2 separate regions of the Mus musculus genome follow, and region 1 is linked to region 2. Evidence: chromatin contacts called from public HiChIP or PLAC-seq data. All regions are on one chromosome and are shown on one strand. Each heading gives the region's core, a stretch centred on a gene start, on an enhancer-like site or on the middle of the called end of the contact. The rest is flanking DNA. Distances are from core to core; before and after follow the strand shown.

Evidence for each region. HiChIP or PLAC-seq counts read pairs in DNA pulled down with a chosen protein or histone mark.
Region 1: a CTCF HiChIP or PLAC-seq map of CD8 T cells shows a contact between it and region 2, with 8 read pairs. The contact joins two enhancer-like sites. A contact is called at or near these places in 1 of 15 datasets of contacts at CTCF or cohesin (CD8 T cells) and 2 of 9 other capture datasets (adipose tissue and liver).

Annotation. Positions count from the first base shown.
Region 1 is chr10:28,812,988-28,819,803 of GRCm38.p6, forward strand. All of the region lies in intron 4 of Themis (thymocyte selection associated), which reads left to right. Among named protein-coding and RNA genes, the nearest start is that of Themis, 150 kb to the left of the region's middle. Within about 2 kb of position 3,369, at least 13 of the 459 cell types and tissues checked have an H3K27ac peak or open chromatin away from gene starts, as enhancers often do. A contact at or near this core is called in CD8 T cells, where this site is marked.
Region 2 is chr10:28,722,576-28,729,024 of GRCm38.p6, forward strand. It overlaps Themis (thymocyte selection associated), which reads left to right. Exons shown (of 6, transcript NM_178666.6): 2 at 1-61. Among named protein-coding and RNA genes, the nearest start is that of Themis, 57 kb to the left of the region's middle. Within about 2 kb of position 3,171, at least 9 of the 459 cell types and tissues checked have an H3K27ac peak or open chromatin away from gene starts, as enhancers often do. A contact at or near this core is called in CD8 T cells, where this site is marked.

The DNA of each region.
Region 1 (6,816 bases), core at 2,119-4,618, 91 kb after region 2:
ATTAAATTATGGAACTTACCCAGCTCTATCACACTGATTTAACTTAATTTCATTTTTTCTAAGTATAGCTTGGCTGGTGAAGCCAGGGAGGGGCTAACAGGCTTAGAGTGTGTGTACAGTATTTCTAGAATGAACTGTGCACCCCCAGCTCTTAGTGACCCATATAAATGAAGGGATCAGATCTCTACTATTCAGGAGACCTTCTTACAGTTTCAGAATTCCTTGAGAGTGGGAACATTTTAATAATTTGGACTTGAGAGATAGAATGGCTGTTTGCAAGGAAGAGCCATGTGAATGAAAGTCTGTTAGCAAGAATGCTGGGTACAGAGTAGAGAAGCTTCAAAATGACATCCCAAGTACACGTGAGTGAATCTGGCTGTACACAAACTAAGTGCTAGAGCCAAGGATTTCCAGAGGCTGACATCAGGAGCTTCATCACTAAGCAGTAAAACAAAAGAAAAAAAAAAAAGGATGTGTCCTGAGCTGTAAGAACATTTCCTCAAAGAGCCTCAGTATACAGATGAAAGTCATCTTTGTGAAATGGGTCCATGAGTGTATTCATTTCCCCCTTGTATGTTGGGAAGAAAACCTCAAGCAATAGAAAACTTCCAGAAGTGTGAATAATCACTAACTATGTGAAACACTGCTTAATCTAATGGAAATTCAAGTCTATGCAAAAATTAAAATGAGAAATTTGAATTCACTGGATACACAATGAAAATAAAGGTGAGGCTAAGCCCCAAGAGAGTAAGGACACATATTCTCGAACACCCTAAAGGTGTGCATTTGGGCCTGGCAATCCTACTGAACAATTATTTGTATTAGAGAAAGCATTATATACACATTCATAAAAGATCATTTTTGGATAACTTCAAATTCTGAACATGCGCAACCAGTCCAGATGTCTATTGATGGATGAAAAATTAGATAAATCAAAGGATGGTTCCAAATATTTAAATACTAATGCAGGTGGGGGTGTATTTTAAAATAGTAAATATTAAAATAAGATAACTTATTAAGTGAAAAAAGCAAATTGTAAAGCAAAATATACATTGTTTTTCCATTTGTTAAGAAAAATCACAGTCAAAATTATACATTTCAGTTTGATCATATACATCTGTACATGATATCACATGCATGTGTGTACACACACACACACACTGAGTTATTTGCAGTAACCCTGTGGAAGGAGGAGAGAGAATAGAGGTAAAGGCTGTGAATACATGGATTCTTATTTATTTATTTATTTATTTATTTATTTATTTATTTATTTATTATAAGTACACTGTAGCAGTCATCAGATACTCCAGAAGAGGGCATCAGATTTCATTACAGATGGTTGTAAGCCATCCACCATGTGGTTGCTGGGATTTGAACTCAGGACCTTTGGAAGAACAGTCGGCACTCTTAACAGCTGAGCCATCTTACCAGCCCAAATTCTTTTAATTGCAAAAAAAAAAGCAAAAAAAGAATGGAAAAAAAATCCATAGTGTGACTTTAAAGAAGTTTGTTTTTGTCTCAGGTGATGCTTAAGAATATTGGAAACAATTAGTTTCAGAGTTTCAGCATCTTATGTGAGGCTAGTGACTGCTATGAAATTTAAAGGTATTTTCTAATGTTCTTCATTTAATGGAGCAGAGAAAAACCTTCTTGCAGCTGTGCAATAAGCATGACCACAGTAGAGGGTAATGTCTGAGTAGATGGCCTGTAGGCTGGTGATGGCCTGTAGGCTGGTGATGGCCTGTAGGCTGGTGATGGCCTGTAGGCTGGTGATGGCCTGTAGGCTGGTGATGGCCTGTAGGCTGGTGATGGCCTGTAGGCTGGTGATGGCCTGTAGGCTGGTGATGGCCTGTAGGCTGGTGATGGCCTGTAGGCTGGTGATGGCCTGTAGGCTGGTGAGCATGTTGGGCACCACTGTGCCTCTCCTTCACTTGTGCAGCTCGATATTCTCTATGATGTTTGTCAGGGAATACAAAGAAGGCATTAAAGTATAGCATTTCAGACATAACTGAACAAAGGACAGACCCTTGTTTTGGCATTAATTTTTGTTTATTCATAATAAATACAACTATGAGAGTTTAAAACAACCTCCTTCTCTGTTTAATGTACAGAAAGCAAAGGGCCACTAGCTCAAACCATTTGGCCAATTCTGTGGGATCCTTAAAAATACATGTTCTATTTACATATATTTTACATGTTTTGTTCCTTACTAAAATCTTCATTTGATGTATTACCTTAAAAAATAAAATAGCTACCAAAAGTAGTAGTATAATTTTTACTTTCTGGTTGAGGTAGAGCTCAACCAGAAGTTAGAAAGCAACTTGGCCACAGATCTTTGCAAAGCAAATGTGAATTCACGTTATTTGCTGACAGTGCGTCTGAAACCCAGAATATTTACATTTCAAAAAGAGCACAGCCTCATTCTATTTCAAATTGGAAGATTCCTTAGGGTTGATCACCTGTTAAGCAAAAATGCTGGGCGATACTCCCTGGGAGCTAAGGCTCGGGCTGCCAAAATGGTAAACCTCCCAGTAGAAAGCAATAGGAAGAAAACTTTAGCATTCTTTATCAGGTAATTTCAGGCACAATGAGTAACTGGAACTTCTGTTTGAAAACACTTTAATGTTTTTGGACCTGTTAGGTTCCTGATCTGAATAATCACACAAATATATAAGAAATTCAGCTAATTGTGTCTTTTTAAAAAAAAATTAACTTGAATTTTAAAATCTAATTAATACTCTTTGATGGCTTCATTCTCATTCTGCCTTTGTTTTTTCATAAAAGAAAATCTCCTAGTTTTTTCAGGAAGAAAATACATATTCGAAAAGGAGGCATTGATTAGTATCTCAAGCCTATTGTTTTCTTTGCAAAATATGATTCTCTTTATGTAAGCCAAAAGGCCCTTTAGACTACCAGACTGGTGATGAAGCAAAAATATTTGCACTTTGAAGTCAGGGGAAACAGCTTGCTGGGTTGACAGAGGCAAGGGGGAGGGAGGTGTACCTGGAGTCTCTAACAAATCAGGAAACACAGCAAGACATTTAAGTAAATTAGATGGGATGGGAGATGAAGCCCTAGAATACAAATAGTTAGTTAACATTTGTTTCACTCTGAAAATAAACTTTTTCCATTGAATGAAAAAAAAAAGTGTAATCGGTGTAGATGGTAACATCATTAAATAACTACTCCGTGGGGCAAAATGACATGTGACTTTGTCTCTATGTGTTGTTTGCTAGACACGGGTTCTAAGAATGGGAAATATATTCATGAACATTTGGGGAAAACTCTTTTTGGCAGTTTGGATAGGTTTGGCCCACATAGTTTCATGTGTTTGACTATGTGGCCCACAGGAAGTGACACTAATAGATGTGGCTTTGCTGGAGGGAATGTGTCACTGTGCAGCTCCAGCTCTGCCCAGTGTATCGAATCAGTCTCCTGTGGATCAAGACGTTGAACTCTCAGCTCCTCTAGCACCAAGACTGCCTACACAATGCCATTCTTCCCACATGCTGATAATGCACTAACCCACTGAAATGGTAAACCTGCCCCAGCTAGGTTTCCTTTATAAAAGTTGCCTTGTTTAATGGTATCGTTTCACAGCAATAAAAAACCCTAAATAAAACAGTCTGTCTTAAATTATCTTAGTTATGTTGTGATTGCAGTGACAAAAAGCTTTGGCCAAGACAACTCATAGAAGAAACCATTTAATTGGATTGATAGCTTCAGAAGGTTAAAAGCCATGATGGTGGAACAAAGCCATGGTAGCAGCAACAGCTGAGAGCCCATTGTATTGTTCTTCAAACAGGAGGCAGAAAGAGACACAGAAGGAATGACAGGGGTCTTTTGAAACAACAAATTCCACACCCAGTTACACACCTCCTCCAATAAGTCCACACCCTTGATTTATTCTCAAACAGTTGGAATGACTGGGGGCCAAATACACTGAGCCAATGGGACATTCTCATTCAAACTTCCACATCAGCCATCAGCAAGTTCCAGTTATTGTACTGGACCTGTTGAATATATTTTATACACTTACTTACCTGAAAAGAGGAAATAAATTGCTTAGAATTTGAGATAAAATAGAAAAGATATATACTCTACGTTCAATAACAAGCTATTTTTAGCAGATTATTAAAATGAATGTTTTAAAACAAAGATTTTGTTACTTAATAATGCATGATTCATCTTGTATCTATAGAACACTCTTAGTTACTATATGAAACAAACAAGTAAAAAGATACATGAAGTGCATAAAATTGCCGTGAAAATTTCTTGTGGGCATTATAAGTAATAAGCAGATATTAAAAAAGATAATGATGAAATATAATGAACCTATTGAATAACTGAAAATGTGTTGTAATTCCCATTTCAAGATGTCATAGAAAAAGAATTTTTAGTTGATTTTATGTCTGTCCTAAGAATGGGAAATATATTTATGAACATTTGGGAAAACTCCTTATCGTGGTTTTGGATAGGTTTGGCCCACATAGACTCATGTGCTTGAATACTTAGTCCACAGGGAATGGCACTTAATTTATTGGTTATCAGGCCTGAGGATCTGACTTTGGAAAGCTTTATTTTAAATATATGTGCCTCTGCACTGCCTTTAGCCAACTGATACAGCTTAACTCTGGATTGGGCAGCTATGAGCATTTATTTTAAAACATTGGTAGGTTTCTCTGCAATTGCATTTGGATTGATAACACAGCATTCAAATACACATGATGCTTTTCCATTCCCTTTGCATAACTTGAGAAGTACTGCCTTACATTTGGAAGTACAGAATTACAAATTTCTCTTCATTGTTTAGAAATTATTTTCAAGTTAAATAACATGCAATCACTTGTCACAATTGTGGGCAAACCTCAAAACTGGTCTATGAAATCAGCAACTCTATTCGTTTTCATACTTGACAACCCAGCCCAATTTGAACCTTTATTACGTTCTCGTTCTTTCCTTTAAAAAGAAAAACTCATGGCATGATTAAAACTTTGTTGTATAATAAGGAGGTATAAGTAAGTTGGAATTCCTATGCCTAACATAGCTTTATATGTGAATTTAGTCTTGAGTCTGTACAAATGCAGAGAGACTGAAGACCACTTACAGTTTTTTTTTTTTTTCATTTACCTTACTGGATTTTTGAGGAAAAGAACTGTTATATAAGTTATAACAATATTTTTGACTTTAAGAGTTTGTCTTAGTCAGGGTTTCTATTCCTGCATAAACATCATGACCAAGAAACAAGTTGGGGAGGAAAGGGTATATTCAGCTTACATTTCCATGTTGCTGTGTATCACCAAAGGAACTCAAGCAGGTCAGGAAGGAGGAGGTGATGCAGAGGCCATGGAGGCTTGTTACTTACTGGCTTGCTTCCCTTGGCTTGCTCAGCTTGCTTTCTTATAGAACTCAAGACTACCAGCTGGGTTCCACCTACAAGTGGCCCTCCGCCCTTGATCACTAATGCAGAAAATGCCCCACAGCTCAATCTCATGGAGGCATTTCCCCAACTGAAGCTTCTTTCTCTGTGATAACTCCAGCCTGTGTCAAGTTGACACTCAAAACCAGCCAGTAGAGAGGTCTTGAATGCCTCAGTAGGTGTCCTGTTAGTATACAAGAGCCATCCTGCACCTGAATTAGATTTATGGGGTTCTTGGAGTTGACACAAAGCTTTGCAATTCACAGTAAAAGACATTGCTGTGGTGGCCTTTACAAATGCAGACATGAGGTAAGAATGAAATGAATTATAAAGGCTTGCTATAGTTGGAGGTGGTTCTAATTTAATATTAAATGTTTAAGAAAATACATATGCTAAAAAAGCTAATAGGAAGTTGGAGGGCCATTGGGAAGACACTGGGAGACAAACTCATTACTAATGAGCAGTAGTGTCTTGGTTGCCACCAGCATTTGGTACCTCTATGTAGGGACTACCTTAGAAGAATGGCATTACCAAGTGTGTATTTTAGGGAGTATTTGCAACAGATAGTGGACAGCAGCTAATGTCTGGGAATGTATGACCTACTCACACTATCTTTAGGTGGTGGCTACTTGGGAGGCAGTTAAGAAGTGTATCTTTTCAGTCCAATCATATCAGGCACAAGACTGCTGAATACATACCTTCACAACCACTTTTCCATATCAGTGGTTTTTACCCCAAATTAAGGGAAGCTAGGACGTTTGCATCCTCCAATAAAATGGAAAGGAAAAAGAAGTTAAGTATTGGTTAGTGTCTATGGCAAAATATATAGGAATTGAATTTGGTCCTGATTTATCCCTTATTTCTTTATTTTTTAATGTTTAGATCATAACCATATTCCTTTGATTATTATTAAGGTTTTCACCAATGCTTTTTACTAATGGAACATGTTATCTTATTTAATTCAGCTATTGGCATGCCTTGAGCCACACACACTCCTTTCTTTTGACATTGAAGAGAGCCCCCTCTGTATATGGCTACACAGTCATCATTGGTACAAACACTGAACTGTCCCCACATCTTCTTCCTAGGATTCAACTCCTTGTCAGATTAACCAGGGATCGTACTAGAGATAGTCCTTCTCCAGGAATTAAGAGAAGCCAAATTTCCCCTTCTTTTTGGAGAACCCAACCAGTACTCTTGGCTGAGACAGTATTCCTGTATTTTGGTGAAATCATCTGGCAATTCTATGTTCTAGAGGATACCTCATTGCACCATCAACCATCCTTTGGGATAGTTTTTAAATATCTGTTTCTCCTACATACTAAGAATTGGCATCAGGTTTTTCTTTGGCAGGCATTTGAAGAACCACAGGGAAACATCTATTGACTTAGAGTCAC
Region 2 (6,449 bases), core at 1,921-4,420:
GAGGGCGCTATTGGAGGTTGTGAGTCTCAGAAGCCTTTTGAGCTGCCCATGAATTTTCCAGGTATTTCTATTGCATCTACTTCACAGAACACAGAAATAATGATAGCTTTCCTTATGAATATAATAGTGGTCATTTCTCTCTGTTGTTTTAAAAATCAAAAATCCCAGCTGTTTGACTTTAGCACATGAAGATTTAGGAGCCAGGAGTTGTGGTGAAAGCTTCCTTGCTCAGAGAGGCCAAGAAAGCACCCGACTGATCTTCCTACTCCACCAGCATCCTAGAAGGAAAAAGCTTTCTTCTCCTTCATATTGTCTTAAATACCTCCCAGCTTAAGATCCCTCCTTTCTGTTCACCCTCTGTCCACTGGTTGCCAGCTCTGACTCTTTTTTTTTTTTTTTTTTTTTTTTTTTTTTGGTTTTTCGAGACAAGGTTTCTCTGTATAGCCCTGGCTGTCCTGGAACTCACTTTGTAGACCATGCTGGCCTTGAACTCAGAAATCCTGCCTCTCAAGTGCTGGCATTAAAGGCGTGCACCACCACACCTGGACAGCTCTGACTCTTAACCTAGACTTTATTTAGCTCTTGGATTAAAGGAATGTACAAAGGCTGAGCCACACCACAAGGTTTTACCAGTTCACAATCTGATCAAATGTGATCAAATATCCTGCAATGTTGTATACCGGCCCGCGGCCTATATCAACCGGGTAAACCTGGGAGGCAGGCTGGGGCTGAAAAAGACTTAGACTGGGAGAGATTAATGGAGACCAAGACAGGATTCTGTTCAAGGCCCACTGTTTATTAAGAGACCGTGCTTTTAAGGGGGAAGGCCTATCCCCCACCCCACCCCCCACCCCAACCATGCCAGGCTTCTTGATGTATTGTTGCCAAGTAGTTAGCACTAGTCTGCCAGCTCCACACTTGGTGCCTGGAGCCATTTTGTCAGCGCTGGTCGCCAGGCTGGCCGCTCATTCAGGAAGTTCTCAGGAAAACAGGTTTAGCCTCTCTGCAGGTAGCAGAAGAGCAGGGCAGTTGTCACTTCAAAAAGAAGCTGGACAAGTCGGAAAGCTGCACCGCACCTCAGTGGCAGCATGGTCTATACCAGCCCCACACTGCAACATTTCTCTTGTTGTTGTTGTTGTTGTTGTTGTTGTTGTTGTTGTTGTTGCTATTGCTGCTGCTGCTCCTGCTGCTATTGTTTCTCACCACGTAATCCAGACTGACATTGAACTCAAGAGTGTCCTGCCTGGGCTGCTGAATGCTAAAATTACAAGTTTGCAATGGTGCTAACTTCGAAAACTAGGCTGTGTGTTGTGTGGGTTGAAGAAGATAAAATTCCTATAGGTCAATCAATTCCATATCTACAAAGGACAATCTGTTATGCATTGGACACAAATGTTGGTCCATTGTCTGATCCTATCATATAGGGAATCTACACCTGGGTGAGATTACCTCTAGCAACTTCTTAGCTACTACCTTTGTAGTAGTCTCAGTCTTCATTGGAAATGTTTCTGTCCTTCTAGGGCTACCTTGTATAGTCTATACTCAGTCTCAGAGGCCAAGTCAAGTTCAACACCTGGATCGGATCATTGTTCTGACCTATTAACTGGACTTTCCCAGGTTTAAAATGTATCTGGGCCCTCATTTTAGCTGGGAGATCCCTCCCCAGTAGGGGGTAGGGGCACTCAGGGATGACTGAGTGAATGGGTTACCATCCCATTCTCAAGTCCACTGTTCTTCGGGTAGTACATGAATATTATTTGGTGCCTGTGTTCCCTTAGACCCAGGACTTCTTAGGAGACAATGGCCCTTCAGCCTTTACAAGCACTGAAGATTAAGCTCCGGTGTCCACCAGGAATTCCAGAGGCTTTCCCTGCACTCTAAGGATTACCCTGGCTTGGGGAAGGAGGTCTGTTCCCTGACTCCCTCAATCTTTTGTTTTTCCTTGGTGATTATAGTCTTATTCTTTGGCTTTCTCTTTGGGCATTCTCTAGTCCAGTATCCTTCTTACTTACAACAGGTGGTTGTAGCTGTAATGGTTCTTAGCTAAGATTGGTGGACAACCTTTTCTAGGCTTTTTCCCCTCAGCAATATTTTGAAGTTGGCACTTCCTCTGTCTCTAATCTGGATTACTATTGGCAAGAAGGACTTTGGCTAGATCTCTGTTTATTAGCTTCTCTGTCTTAATCTTCTTTTCATCTTTAGTCTCCCTACTATGGTATACCTTCTTCACAACCTCCACTAAATCTCTCAATGACTTCTCTCTCTTAGTCTTTCTAACTTCTGAAACTTCCTTCTAATGGTCGGTGCTGATTTATAAATGCCAGCGCTACTGTGTTAGAATTCTCAGTCTCCTCAGGATTTAGGTGTGTATAATGGCAGAAAGTGTCCATAATCTGCTTGAGAAACTCTGTTGGGCCTTTATCATCCTTTAGCCTGACATCATAAACCTTAGCCAAATTTGGGTCGATGAGTGGCTGTCCTGAGACCCGCCATTAGAGGTTGGTGATAGACTCGGAAATGCTCCCACCCTTCACCAGTATTATAGCCCCAAGCAGTCTCCTGAGGGGAAATCTTTTGTCTGTCAACGGGGTTCTGGGGTGGAGTGCCCTTAGGACATGGAACATTCTTTGGACCTCCAATATGATGTGTTTCTTTTCCTCAGTTGTAAAGAGGATCTTTAAGAGCTGCTGACAATCATTTCAAGTGGGCTGATGGGTAAAAAGGATATTGTCTAAGAGACCAATGAGCTCTCTAGCATAGTCAGAGAGTCTGGCATTCTCTCTCCTCCAATTATAAAAATCAGCAATAGTGAAGGGCCAATAATGGTGGAGTTGATTCTCCTGTTGGTCAGCTGATTCTGTTGCCCTTAGGCGTAAGACAGTGGAATCTGCCCAGCTCTATAGCCTAAGGAGGCATTGAGTGCCTGCTTCCGGTTCCCTGTGCAGCCCCCCCCCCCTGCCCAGCCCATTCTTGAAGTTGATACTATTGAGGCTGTTGGCACCTCCTCCGAGGGTAGGGGGAGCAAGGGCAGGGCTGGAGCTGGTACAGCCAAAGCTGGTGCCTGTGGGAAGCTTGCGCAGCTGAAACTTGTGTGTAAGGAGATGGGAAGAGAACATCTTCCGATGTAGTGGCCTATAAAATGGGGTGAAGAGGCACAGGAGGTTTGCGGACTTCCTGTTTACATTCTTCCACCACCAGGGCCGACATGATGAAGAAGCGTTAGCTGGAGGGAAGAGGAAGGACTTAACCCACAGTGGTCGATTATTAACTAAATCCTTCCAAACATACAGGGAACTTGATCTGGGTGTCCACGTGCTTTTTGGAACACTCTGTCATCTACTGCCAACACCATAGGGATGTGAAAGGTCCCCTCTGGCGGCCATTCAACTAGGAAGGCTGGACACTCTGAGCTGGTATATGTGTGTATATTTTCCCTTTCTTCATATCCACTGAGAGATTGTGAACTCTAGTTTTCATTTCCTTAAAATGAGCTAAAAGAATGTTGAGGGTGTGAGAATCAGTCTGTCCCATATCAAAGTATAGTACAACACGAAACAAAACATTTCAAGGGACGCAACAGACAGACCCACACGCACGAAGTAGCCACTTAGTGACTGGAAACAAAAATATATCCAAACACTAGAACTCACAGACTCTGGCCTCAGAAACTGAAAGCGAGGTAGAGAGGAAAGCAGCCCTTCCTCGTCACAAATTCTCCCCACCCCCACTCGCCCCACAGGTACCGGACAAGCCCTCAGGAAGTCCAGGGATGTGTCCCTGGTCCCGGCATTGGTGGCTCTCCAGTGAGTATGCTCTAGCCACCCTCTGCTGCTTTTCCAAACACCTCGAGGCTTTTCCAATGCCAAAAGCAAGAACAGAACAGACACAACCAGTATAGAAATACTGACACTCACCAGCCAGCACTAGGCTCTCCCAATTGCAGGCTCTGGAGATCTGCTGAGGAACCTCAGAAGAGTCCCAGAATGTTATGCCCAGTTCATGGGAACCCCAGAAGACCGCCAGAAATTGCGATACTGATGTACTAAACAAAGAGAGTTTTTATTATACGAGTGTGGGTGCTATCACAGACCTTCCAGCTGCACAGGTTAGGAAAGCGATGCTCAAGTTCAAGGGTTTGATATATATATATATATATATATATATATATATATATATATATATATATATATGAAGATGCATACGCTGGGGCGCTCAAGGCCTGTCATTACATGATTGAGTAGGGGGAAAGGTGTGCGGTCCTTCAAATTGATAACATTTGTTTAGACAGAGAGGCGGAATTTCGCAGCTGGAGAAGGACCTCTTTGACCTGGGAAGAAGTAACTCATCCCATTATAGGAGGCCAGCGTGTTGTTACAAAGCAGTCACAGCTGTTTGGGAACACTTAATTGTCTCTTTCCCATAGCTCAGGAGTGTGCTTTATCACATCAAGGATACTAACTCTTGCCTCCTTCAAAGGCAAGAGCCATCTACACCAGGAAAGTGCTATTGGTTAGAATTATCAGAAAAAGGGAGCGCAATATACAGTGCTAGGCAGGAGGCCACGTTCCAGCTCCCCTTTGTCTGCCCTCTTCAAAGGTCGCAAGAAGGTTGCGGAAAGGAAGTGCTGGCCATTCTGGCTCAGGAAGGGGCGATGCGAAGAGACAGGGGCAGGTTACCTGGGTCTCCTCATTCCGACAGTGTGGGTACCACAGCATGCATATCATTGGGTGGTCATTATATTTACCTGTCTTGTGCTCTAGACTATGAGCTGTCAAACTTGCTTTAAACAGCCAGATAGTAAATTTTAAGGCTTTGTGGCCAGATTGTTGCCATAACTACTGTACAGCAATCTTTTAACATGAAGGTCACTGCAGGTAACAAACCCATCAACCAATGGCCGTGGTTGTAGCTCAAAATACTCTTTATTTATAAAAAGGAGTGGCTAGCAGGATTTGGCTAGTCAAGTTATTTGTTGATATGTGCTCTGCACTACTAATTTCCAGTCTTCATAGTTCTATCACCATACACATTGAGGATAAATTAAAAAACCTGTCAATTGGATGAATAAGAGAGTAGCGAATGAAAAATCACAAACGCATTACAATATAATATGCTTTACAGTATGATTAACGTATGCCTGGGCTATGTGAGAAGCTGCATAGGATCAGTAGGTCATGTTACAGAACATGAATTTTGTAGTTCTACAAGCAATTTCACCATGTTTTGATTGAATTACCTTGGCATGTTATTTTTTTTCCACCGTATGTAAAGTTAAATACTGGTATTCCTACTTGTCTCCTGGTGCCTTTGTGGAGGATATTATCAAAACATAATTAAAGTGCTTGCTATGGCATCTGGACTATAGCAACATTCATAAAAATGGTGATAACTTATATTACTGTTATTAAGATTCTTATTGATATCATTGGGGAAGTAGAAAATGCTTTTCAGAGAATGTTATAATTGACCTGATGTTTGGAGAGTAAAAATAAATTGGTTATATTAATGAGAAGATTCTTGCAAGTGCTCTAATTCTCTGTCCCTTTGAACCGAAAGCTTACCCATTTTTTTTATATCCTTCCTGGTCTTTCAAAATGATGGCTGGTTTTCAAGCTTGGCTGCACAGTGACCTCATCTAGGGAGATTAGAAAGTCGTGATGCAGGAGGTATCATGATTTATTTGGGCAAAGTCTGGTCATGAAGATTCTTCAAAGCTCCCAAGCTAGGACTAACATGAACCTGAGGCTGGGAACCATGGCTTTATAGACAACATTCCTAAGTAGCAAAGTTAGATGTAATTGCTCTCCTCATATGTATATGTGCATGTGAATGCATATGTGAACGTGTGTATATATAATACACATACATATACACACATGTACATATATACACATGTATATATATTTATGAATGTGTGTGTGTGTGTGTGTGTGTGTGTGTGTGTGTGTATGCGCAGGGTTTCACTATGTAGCCCAATCTGGCTTGGAACTTCCTTTGTAGAACAGTCCTCAAACACACAAAAGAGTGCCCGCCTCTTCTTCCAAAACGTTGTGAGTAGAGGCATGTGCTCTCACCCCAGGTTAAGTACTTTTATGCCTTTATTATTTCACTTATTGCTTTTTACATGTATTTGGAGTTAGTTTTGTGTTTGTTGGAGTAGCGTGATCTAATAGATAACAAGGCGGCTAAGAGCAAAAGCAAAATCATTTATCACTGTAATTCTCAGTACAGAATAAACACTCACTAAGTTTAAATGTTCAGAATTTTCAGATAGAGGAATCGTTTCTTATTGGATTAGTGAAAACACCTGGGTAGTGGCTGAAGTCTAAGGTCATCACTATCTGGAACTTCCTTTGGGCTGGGGTTAGCGTGATGTCTTTGTCATTAATTGGGTAAGAGTTTAAAGGTGTTTACAGGTGAGCCTTCTTGTAAGGGTCAGAATTAAAGCA